Regions from separate parts of the Mus musculus genome. Here regions 1 and 2 are each linked to region 3. The links are chromatin contacts, called in public HiChIP or PLAC-seq and promoter capture Hi-C maps. All regions are on one chromosome and are shown on one strand. The core of a region is the stretch at or near the end of the contact, and the rest is flanking DNA. Distances in the headings are between cores, read along the strand shown. Region 1 overlaps Bcr (BCR activator of RhoGEF and GTPase). Region 2 holds the start of Chchd10 (coiled-coil-helix-coiled-coil-helix domain containing 10). Region 3 holds the start of Susd2 (sushi domain containing 2).

Region 1 (3,196 bases), core at 359-2,858, 470 kb before region 3:
TCCATGTAGAGTATAGCACAGCAGCAGTGTTGGCCATTGCCAGGCACAGCCTCCAAGCCGACCTGAGGCCCTTTTCTAATCATGCGTCTTTGGTTTCAGCTGGACCCCCAAACCCTACAGGACAGAGACTGGCAGCGGACTGTCATCGACATGAATGGAGTAAGTGCCCGCAGGGCTCCCTGTGTGTCTGTTTCTCACTGAACGTTAAAGCAGACCCGGTTCCACCCAGAGCAGTCATGAGACCACCAAGCCTGAGATGGTTGCTGGAGAGGAGTGGGGTGGAGGGAACCCCACGAGAGCAGGAGTGTGGTGGACAGGGCCGAATGGGGAGCCTCCAGAGCAGGAACACTGCATAGGAAGGAGTCCTCTCAGGTCAGTGTCCAGCCCAGACCCTGCACGCTGTCCTGAAAGAAAGACAAGTGGAGCTAGGGACCCCAGCACCGAGAACGTCTCACGGACAACCTAAGATCGGCTATCTCAGAAGGATGTATCCAAAAAGATTGGAACTAGAGCAGTTTTAGAGACTTTTTTTTTTTTTTCTGATTACCGGGATATTTGCATGTACATAAGCAGTCTTGGACAGGGGACCCGAATATAAATATAAAGCTTAACTTACATGCGCAGCTGTGGGGGTGTAATTTTATGCAGGGGGTCATTAGCAGGGGGACCGCTGGGTGTGGAACCTTCCGCATGTAGCATGCTGGAGCTTGGGAAGTTTTCAGTGTTGGGACAGTTTACATTTCCAGATTGGGATGTTTGACCTGTTCCCTTTCTTGTGATGAGGCCTTGGGGGGGGTAGTGTTGTTTGTCTTCTTTTGCTTTGCTCTCATGCTTTGAATTGATTGAGCCCAGTACCTTGTACATATACAGTAACTGTGCGCACTACACACTCCAACCCTGTCTACTTCTTCATTTAATTATTACTTTTAAAAAGAAAGGGAAATATTGGCAATATGGGAGGAGACTCTGGAGAAGCAATTCCTCTATGCCCCTTACCACCCCTGGCTCTGACCAACCCACGGGGGCTTGCTGCACGCCACTCTGGGACCTGTTTGACCTGGAGGTGAAAAGGGTTGTTGGGATAGGGCCTTCAGGGGCCCTGTGATCTCAGCCCACGGGGTCCAGAGCGTGAGAGACCCATGCCTTTCCTTCCCTTCTACTGCAGATTGAAGTGAAACTCTCCGTCAAGTTCACGAGCAGGGAGTTCAGCCTGAAGAGAATGCCCTCCCGCAAACAGACAGGGGTCTTCGGTGTCAAGATTGCTGTAGTCACAAAGTGAGTGGTGAGGGGCGCGGGCTTGTTCGCAGAGGACATTCTGCAGTGTCTGTAGGAAAGGCTGGGCCTGTTCTCTCTGCGTGACCCTGCTAGCTGGATGGGGTCTGGAGTGTGTGTGTGGGGGAGCAGGGAGCGGGGTGACCCCAGGGACAACTGTGAGACTGTGACTCTTTGCTTAGCCACTTCCATTTGTTTACTGCACAGCCGGCTCAGGAATGTCCTCACAGGCCCTGCTTCCCTTCCTCCCTCGCTTGCAGTATATTGTGATCCCACGGTCCTGTGGAACAGTTTGAACCTCTGCCCCTTTGTCATGAGCCTGTTGCCAGGAGATGCCTGTTTGTTGGTTTGAGACAGGCCACTTCCTCCCCGACTTTATCCACTTCCCCAGGATGGGATACTGGCTACATCACTCACGGCCCAGGCGCTGACACAGTCTGGTCCTAGCTCTTTCTAGAAAACCAAGATGTGCACTTTGGGAAGGAAGACACCTCCCCCGCCTCTCCCCTATAACTACGTGTTGGGACTTGGAGAGGATTTGCTGGTGCATATAGCCCAGCTATAAGTAAAACTAAGCTCCTGCTTCTGTCTTCAAAGCATTCTGGGTCCAGAGTTGTACCGGGAGGTCCAGAGGTTGTCATTAGAGAAAGCATTTGAAATGGCAGGGTACCTGTCTGGATAATCTTGAAGAGTCCGTATGTGCAGCATGTCTTGGTTAGGGTTATTGTTGCTGTGATGAAACACAATTACCAGAAAAACTTGGTTGGGAAAGAGTCTATTCGGCTTACACTTCCATATTGCCATTCATCATTGAAAGAAGTCAGAGCCTGGAGAGGCAAGGGCTGACGCAGAGGCCATGAAGGGGTGCTGCTTACTGGCTTGCTCCTCATGGCTTGCTCAGCTTGATCTTATGGAGGCATTTCCTCAATTAAAGGTGGCTCTTTTCAGATGACTCTAGCTTGTGTCAAGCTGACATAAAACTATCCAACACGCAGCAGATGTAAGTGTCTCTGCCCTGTGCAAGATGTAGCTGTCCAAGAGCCTCTGGGCTAATACCTGTTCAACTTCCTGTCTTAGAGGTGAGAGGTTTTTTTTTTCAGGACTCCAGAAAGCTTTTGGTTCATTCACAGCCCAGGATCTGTACTTCCTAGGTCAGTGTCACCTAAAAAAAGCCTCCTAGGTAAGGGATATAGCTCAGGCTATTTACCCGGTATCTGTAAGGGATGCCCTGAGTGCTCTCCCGCACCATGGAAGAAAATAACACAGCCTCCTGACCTTCCTCCACAGGGTCATAGGTATCTTGCAATGTGATTGGATGCTTTTGGTTCTTCGAAAGTTCCTGATAAAATCTATGCCACATACCTGAGAACTCATAACAGGAAGGGAAGCTTGACCAGGCCCTCAAACTCTCCACGCCTTCTTTTCCCCCTGCAGGAGAGAGAGGTCCAAGGTACCTTACATTGTGCGCCAGTGTGTGGAAGAGATCGAGCGCCGGGGTATGGAGGAGGTGGGCATCTACCGAGTGTCTGGAGTGGCCACAGACATCCAGGCACTGAAGGCAGCCTTTGATGTCAGTGAGTATTACCCAGGCAGTGCGGAACAAACAGTGGTGCCCATACCGAGACTCCCACGGGGCCTGGCACATCACACTAATGGGTTCCAGGTCAGCTTTAGCTACATAGTGATTCCTTGTGTCAGACAGATGATTGATTGATGATTAATAACTAGCACACCTATAATCCTAGTATTTGGGAGGTAGAGGCAAGAGGATTGCTGCAGTGTCAAGGCCAGCCAGGGTGGTAGAGCAAGGCCCTGTCTCAAGAGAAAATAAGTAAAATAAAAAGACTTGAGAGCTAATGTGGTCTGGCCATGTTGGTATTAACCTCTGAAGTTAGAGCTACTCAGGAGATTGAGATGGGATCAC
Region 2 (3,444 bases), core at 627-3,126, 290 kb after region 3:
TCGCTGGCTTCTGCGGGGGTGGGAGTGGGTGGGGGTACGGATGGGGGGAGGGAGGGGATTAACGACTGCGCTCCGCTCCGAGTTCTAGAACAGGGAACTCCATGTTTTGCTTGAGGAGGTCCTGATCCACAATACCCACTCCCCTTTCCAAACCCTTTCTCTTCCAGTGTGCAGCAAAACTGGCAGATGGATTGGTATGGCTGGACCTGTCCTGGGACACCTGCCTATCATACCTTCCTCCCATCCATCATTCCTTGAGCTGGCCGGCTGCCTTAGCTGGCTACTGAGGGCACGGTACCCCGTGGGCATTGTAGATCTGTAGTGGTTCCAGCTCCAGCCCCAGCACAGCTTAGTCTCTACTCTGACAGGTGCCTCAGAGACCAAGCTGGAAGAAGGATGCAGCCATTGGGACACACAGGCTGGGAAACCCTCAATCTCTCTTCTTCCCCTTTGCCTCTTTGCACCCCCTTTCCTTTCTCTTCTTCTTTATGCTTTTGTTCCCCCGGTGCTCCCTTCTATTCTGACTGCACCTGATGCTCGCACACACTATCTCTCTCAGGTGCATTTTCTGTCGGCTACCAGGACTCCCAGACTTGTCTCCTGCAAGCTGGGGCACCTCTCTCAACTTGGGCCCCATTTTCTCCTTCCTAGCTCTTCCTTTATTCTCCATCCACGGTACACACCTTGCAGGGGTGCTTACTGGAACCACACACCCGGAGGCTGCCCCTTTTTGCTCCCCCCTCCCCCCAGACTTGCTTTGCTTCATTCCAGTGATGAACAAGGGGCCTTGGCATCCACTCCCTCTGCTACCTCTATCAACACACACTCCAGCATCCCTAGCTGGGGGCTGGAGAAGCCGGTCTCCAAACTGAGTTCAGCGCAGAGACGCGTCTCACCAGCTCCACTTGCACACTGCCAACCACGGGAAGCTCATTATAGTACGCTCAGAGAGACCCAGAAGGCATTTCGGGGACAGACTGCACTAGGGTAGCCAGGGAGCTCGCTTGGTGGGTCAAGCTCAGCCAGTGGGCCCAGCCCGCGTGCCCAGCCCTCCCTCGGGGAGGAGTGGCGGGCACTCACCGGTGGCCTGGCCCGGGCCATCAGCGGCGACGGCAGGAGCAGCAGCAACAGGAGCAGCAGAGGCAGCGGGAGCAGGAGGACGCGCGAAATCGCGCGGAGGAGACAGGCGGCCCGTGCCATCCGCCCCGGGGCTGCTGGGCCTGCTGGGCCAGGCCGGGCCGCCGCCCCTTATAGCATTCGCCCCGCCCCCGCCGGCGCCGGGACCGCACCCCCCACCGCCCCGCCTCCCCCTGCCTTTTGTTCTAAACTCAACCGGCCTGCAGCAGCGGTCTGAGTTAGGGAGGAGTGCCCGGAGGGGCTGGGTCCCTTAGAACTAGTGAGAGCCGGGGAGAGCTCAATTCTGCTCTCCAGCCCCACTTCAGAAGTCTCATCCTTCGCCAGGTCTCTCCATGGTGGCTTGACTTGTTTTAGCCTGTGGCAGGTGGTCAGATCCCCAATCTAAACAGCCCTAGCTAACAGGAAAGTGGTACAATAGCTCTTGCAAGGAGCGGACTATTGAAATGTGACCTCAGGGGAAACTGAGGCATATGGCGGAAGTTGGCCAGTCCCCACACCTTAAAACAAAACAGAGACGGGTCTGGAAAGATGGATCAGTGGTTAGGAGCACTTGTTGCTCCTGCAGAGAAACCTGGCTCCCGTTCCTAGCACCCACAGGGTGGCCATCTAGGAACTGATGCCTTCTTCTGACCTCTACTGACACTTGGCACACGCTGATGCAAATGGCTGATGCAAATGCGCACACTTAACAATTTCAGACCAGAGGCAGTCAGCGAGGATCTTGGAGGGAGGGACCAGATTTTTTCTCTACTAGCAGGCAACTGGGTCAGTTGGCTGGGAGGAAAGGGTCAGGGATGTTTGAGTTGGACACTGGAATCTCAGGTTGTTCCCTGGCCGGGGGGCACACTAGCCAACAGGCTTTTCCTGACCAGTCAGGCTCAGCCATCTGAGACAGGGACAGAATCACATCTGAGAGGGAGGTCTACGTGCTGAAAACAGTTCAACTACTCTAATCTCTGCAGCGAGTGTCCAACTGTGCAGTGTTCCCTCTTGGATGACAATGGCTCTACAAGGCACTGCAGGCCTCTTCCACCAGGCCTTCAGCTCTCTTCTGAATTCTGGTGGGCCAGTGGGGCCCTGAGCTGCTGCAAAGTAGGGGCAGAGAGTGGTAAGTTTTACTTGGCCATCTGCAATCTTTTAAAAAGCCTCACCTTTTAAAGGCTGCCATTCCTTCCCGTCGTCCTTCCTCCCTTCCCACCCACCCCTCTTTTCTTTTTTTTATGACAGAGTCTCTCTCTCTCTCTCTCTCTCTCTCTCTCTCTCTCTCTCTCTCTCTTTTTTTTGACAGAGTCTAGTATGTGTACATGTAGCCCAGGCAGGCCTCCAACTCAAGATTCCTGTCTTTGCCTATTCTGACTGATAGGACTGCAAGCATGTATCATCATAGCTAGAATTTCCAGGTCTGGTTCAGACTCATCTCAGCAGTGTTGGTCAAAGAATCATAAAATGGATGAGGCATTCATAGTCCTACCCTCCACCCCCAAGAGTGGGTTTCTCTGTGTAGCCCTGGCAATCCTGGGACTCTGTAGAGTAGGCTGGCCTTGAACTCAGAGATCTGCCTCTATTAAAGGCATGCACCACCATGCATAGCATTTTAAAAATAAACTCTTCATTGGATGCATGCCTTTAATCCTGACATTTGGGAGACAGAAGCAAGTGGATTTCTGTGGGTTTGAGACCAACCTGCTCTACAGAGTGAGCCAGGCTATATGAAGATCCTGTCTCAACAAAAGAACCCCCAAACCCTAAAACATTTATTTGTGCAACCTAAACAGCCTTCAGTGTTGCCAGGGATGCACGACTATTTTCTGAGGAACTTGCAGCTTATCAGCCAGACCCCCCACCCCCCCCACCCTCCACTTCCCACCCCCTTACCCCCCAACCTGCCCCATTACCCCACATTACCACACTTAGTAGAGGATCTGGAAGGTGGGCTAGCCACGGAGGCCCACAGAAGGGGTTGAAGCTGGAAGAATGTTACCACTTGCCTACTGGATACAAGGTAAGCAGAGGCCAAATAGATAAGCCAGTGGGGTCTGCTCAAGCCTGCCCCCCCCTTTTTTTTTTTAATTTTCTACAACAGCACATTTTTTTAAAAGATTTATTTATTTATTATATGTAAGTACACTGTAGCTGTCTTCAGACACTCAAGAAGAGGGCATCAGATTTCGTTATGGATGGTTGTGAGCCACCATGTGGTTGCTGGGATTTGAACTCGGGACCTTCAGAAGAGCAGTCGGCACTCTTAACCACTGAGCCATCTCGCCAGCCCCCTGCCCCCCCTTTTTTAAAAGATGTATTTATTTA
Region 3 (3,089 bases), core at 52-2,551:
CTGACCAACAGGGCCCGTTTCCCCTGGAGCCTGTGAGAAGCGTCCATGAGACAGACCAGGGATTGCTATGGCTACCAAGTGGCATGGTGGAAAGCCACCGGCTCTGTGGGCGGGGCTCCATTTTAGCACAGGTAATGGAGTGGCTTTGTGGGTCCTCACAGCTAAAAAAGGGTCCCCGTGCTTTCTGATAGGGTACATAGTCACCAAGAGTCCTACTGAAGGCCGGGGAGGGAATGGTATCTGGGTTGAGCTTGTCCCATCTCTTTCTGGGGGTGGGACACAGTTGAATCTCAGAGAGCCCCACCCTCTGAGAAGGCAGCCAGGACACTCCCTTTTTAGGGGATAGGAGGGGACATTCCAGTGAGGGTTGCAGCACAGTGTAGTTGGGAATACCCCATAGAAACTGTGGAACATCCTGTCTAGGCCTAGCTGTTCAGCCCACTTCCTCTGTGGGCTGTGGAGACCTGTGGTAGGGCTGTACTTCAGCCCCAGAGCTGAAAAGTGGAGACTGGGGTGAGGTACAAATTCCCAGGCCAGACCACACCTTCCCCAGACCCTTGATGGAGATCCACCAGGAGCCGGGCTGCGGTCTAAGCCATTAGACCACCTCACTAAGCTTATACTCCGGAGCAGCAATAAATATTTATCGGCTAAGGTTTAACGACTGCAAGGGGTGTGGGAAGATGCTTCAAGATGCCATGAGATAAAGTACCAGAAGGGTGGTGGCACTTGTGTGAAGCAGGAGACTGCAGGCTGGTTAACTCCCAGCTCAGCTCAGGGAAAGGCCATGGCTCTAGGCTCATCCTTCCTGCTAGACTTTCTTGGTTGCGCCGAGAAGGACCAGCACAGGGACAGATGAGAGGCAGGGGGTTCCCTGTGTGATTGCACCCTTCACAGAGGCTGGGCTGCAGGCTCTGGTCTTCCGGGATTCCCTCCCAGGCCCTTATGTGAGTGCAGAATGAGCTTGGTTCAGACCTCCCATCTCCACCAGAAGTGTCTAGATCCAGGAGCCCCCCCCACCCCCCCAGTTTCTTCCCAGTACTCCCCAGTGTAGTCACAGATGGACTGCCAGATGGATAGACAGCTGAGCCCAGAGGGGTGTCTGCTTAGGGCCTGGCTGATCAGGCAGATGAACAGGGAGGTCAGAAGGACAAAGTGGGGGCATACCTGCTGTGAACCCGGGGCCTGGTATTGTTGAGAGCAGCATCAAAATCCAAGGCAGGAGGGCCAGCTTCATGGTGTGCCCTGTGTCTGCAACCAGCAGGCAGCACAGTGGCTCAGAGATTTGCAGGGCAGGCTCTTGCCTGGCTGGCCAGGCCCCGCCTCCTGACCCCGCCCAGCGTTCTGCGGCATCACTCCTCCCCTCCCCTGCCCTCCCCGCCCCCTCTCAAAGTCCACAGGTGCCGATAGACAGGCAGAGCCCGAAGTGCCTAGTTAGCACATTCTTGTAGCATCATCACAGCCTTGGGACCCTGTGTGAGAATGAGGGGCTGGAGCGTCCAGATGCTAAGACCTTTGGCACCTGAAGCGGAATGGCGAGACAGCTCAGACCCTGGGGTCACAGTCCAGTCTTGTGTGTGAGGTTTCTGTTGGTTGGGTGGGAGAAGTCCTGGCCCCTTAGGGCAGACCTAGACCTCTGCTTCCCCTAGGGAGGTGTTGCTAACACACACTCAGCCTGACAGGCGGAGGTGGAGAAAGAATTAATCTGTTTGGATTTTAAGCACATAGCATGGACTTGAGACTGGGTCATTTCTGATGAATAGCCAGCCAGCTTTAGAGTCACTACCGAGACGGAGGAGCCCAGGGCTGAGGCCAGCCTAGCTCCAGTGTTGTCAGTTGGGGAGCTAACAGATCCTGTTGAGGGTTAGAAGGAAGGAGCCTGGTGGAGACCAGCTACTGGCTTCTGGGAGACCTTGATACTAGGGTGACTCATGAAGGACCCCAAAGCTGGGACTCTCTCTCACTCAGGGATTGTCACCTGGGCTAGACATCAGGACAGGGGATCTGTAGTGTTTCAATGCAGACACACTGGCTAGCCTCACAGGGGAGGAGGTGCTCAGGTGGCTGGCTTGTGAACCAAAGCCATCTGATCTGTGATTCTCCTCTGGTCCTGGGTCTCAGCCAGCCTATTGTTCTATGGGCCTAGTCCCCTCTCACTTAGAATGACTACCCAGAACTAGTCGGGGCTGGAGGTGACAGTGTCTCCCACGAGTATCTGAGGAGACCCGAGGTATAGGAGTGGGAACCAACTACCCCTAAGGTAACCCTGCCCCTATTATACCTGCAACCCCATAGGTGGATTTGGTTGAGAAGTCACCACCTTCCAGGGGAAAGAAAATCTACTAAGCCACAAGGGGCTCTATATGGGTGCTTTTGTGTGCACACTGAGGTCCTGTGGTGGTAGCAGTCGATGCTAACAACCCAGGCCCAGGATTGCGGTAACTCCCTACCCTGAGAGGCATGGGTAAGCAGAGGGGTATGGCTAAGTGACTGCTGTCCCCAGCGTCTTGGCTGTCCAGATGGCTGGCCTGGTAAGGACCCATCCTGGGTTGCCATGCTTCCAATCCATGGCCTTGGATTATTAGGTCTAGTCAACAGATTCTTCTCCATTGAGGGCTCAGTCTATGGCGGCACACAGGCGTATGGACTCGGACTTGTCTTCATTCTGGTCCAGAGTTTGCAAGGAGAGATAAATGGGGCTCTGACTATGGGTGACAGTCATGGCAGGCAGGTATGAGGTGCTAGGACTTAAGTATCTCCAAGATAGATGGTGTGGAGCCCAGGAAGGGCAGGGTTGTTTCAGTTTTGGTCAAGTGTTGTGGCACATGCCTTAACCTCACTCAGGATGCTGAGGCAGGGCTGACCTGGCCGATCCAGGCTATATAGCATGATCTTCTAGGGCTTCAATTTGGCTTCTCCTCAAATCTTACATTTTTATTTTGCAGACTGTCTGTACACTACATGTGTTGCAGCACCTGCAAAGGCCAGAAGAGAACATTGGCTCTTTTGGAACTGGAGTTGAGAGCTGGGTGTGGACTGCAGTGCGTGCGTGCATGCATGCAGGAATCAGAGCATCGAGTGCTCTTAAG

The links. Promoter capture Hi-C pulls out the DNA fragments that hold promoters and counts their contacts. HiChIP or PLAC-seq counts read pairs in DNA pulled down with a chosen protein or histone mark.
Region 1: a promoter capture Hi-C map of liver shows a contact between it and region 3, with 2.4 times the contacts expected there. The contact joins the enhancer-like site here to the promoter of Susd2 in region 3. A contact is called at or near these places in 3 of 39 promoter capture datasets (liver, neutrophils and pre-B cells), 3 of 484 Hi-C or Micro-C datasets (B cells, the N1E-115 cell line and pro-B cells) and 1 of 9 other capture datasets (liver).
Region 2: a contact with region 3 is called in an H3K4me3 HiChIP or PLAC-seq map of embryonic stem cells, with 10 times the contacts expected there. The contact joins the promoter of Chchd10 here to the promoter of Susd2 in region 3. A contact is called at or near these places in 12 of 39 promoter capture datasets (the 3T3-L1 cell line, the C10 cell line, the HPC-7 cell line and 7 more), 12 of 484 Hi-C or Micro-C datasets (B cells, CD4 T cells, ECoMG myeloid progenitors and 8 more), 22 of 115 datasets of contacts at active chromatin or transcription factors (the 230-238 cell line, acute myeloid leukemia, bone marrow-derived macrophages and 8 more) and 5 of 9 other capture datasets (adipose tissue, embryonic stem cells, liver and 2 more).

The regions. Positions count from the first base shown.
Region 1 is chr10:75,175,178-75,178,373 of GRCm38.p6, forward strand. Bcr (BCR activator of RhoGEF and GTPase) reads left to right here. Exons shown (of 23, transcript NM_001081412.2): 17 at 100-159; 18 at 1,166-1,275; 19 at 2,707-2,846. Among named protein-coding and RNA genes, the nearest start is that of Specc1l, 35 kb to the right of the region's middle. Within about 2 kb of position 1,609, at least 6 of the 459 cell types and tissues checked have an H3K27ac peak or open chromatin away from gene starts, as enhancers often do. A contact at or near this core is called in liver, where this site is marked.
Region 2 is chr10:75,931,254-75,934,697 of GRCm38.p6, forward strand. It overlaps Chchd10 (coiled-coil-helix-coiled-coil-helix domain containing 10), which reads left to right and starts at 1,877. Exons shown (of 5, transcript NM_175329.4): 1 at 1,877-2,245. Mmp11 (matrix metallopeptidase 11) reads right to left here and starts at 1,249. Exons shown (of 8, transcript NM_008606.3): 1 at 1,081-1,249. The coding sequence starts at 1,200.
Region 3 is chr10:75,642,707-75,645,795 of GRCm38.p6, forward strand. Susd2 (sushi domain containing 2) reads right to left here and starts at 1,302. Exons shown (of 15, transcript NM_027890.5): 1 at 1,168-1,302. The coding sequence starts at 1,237.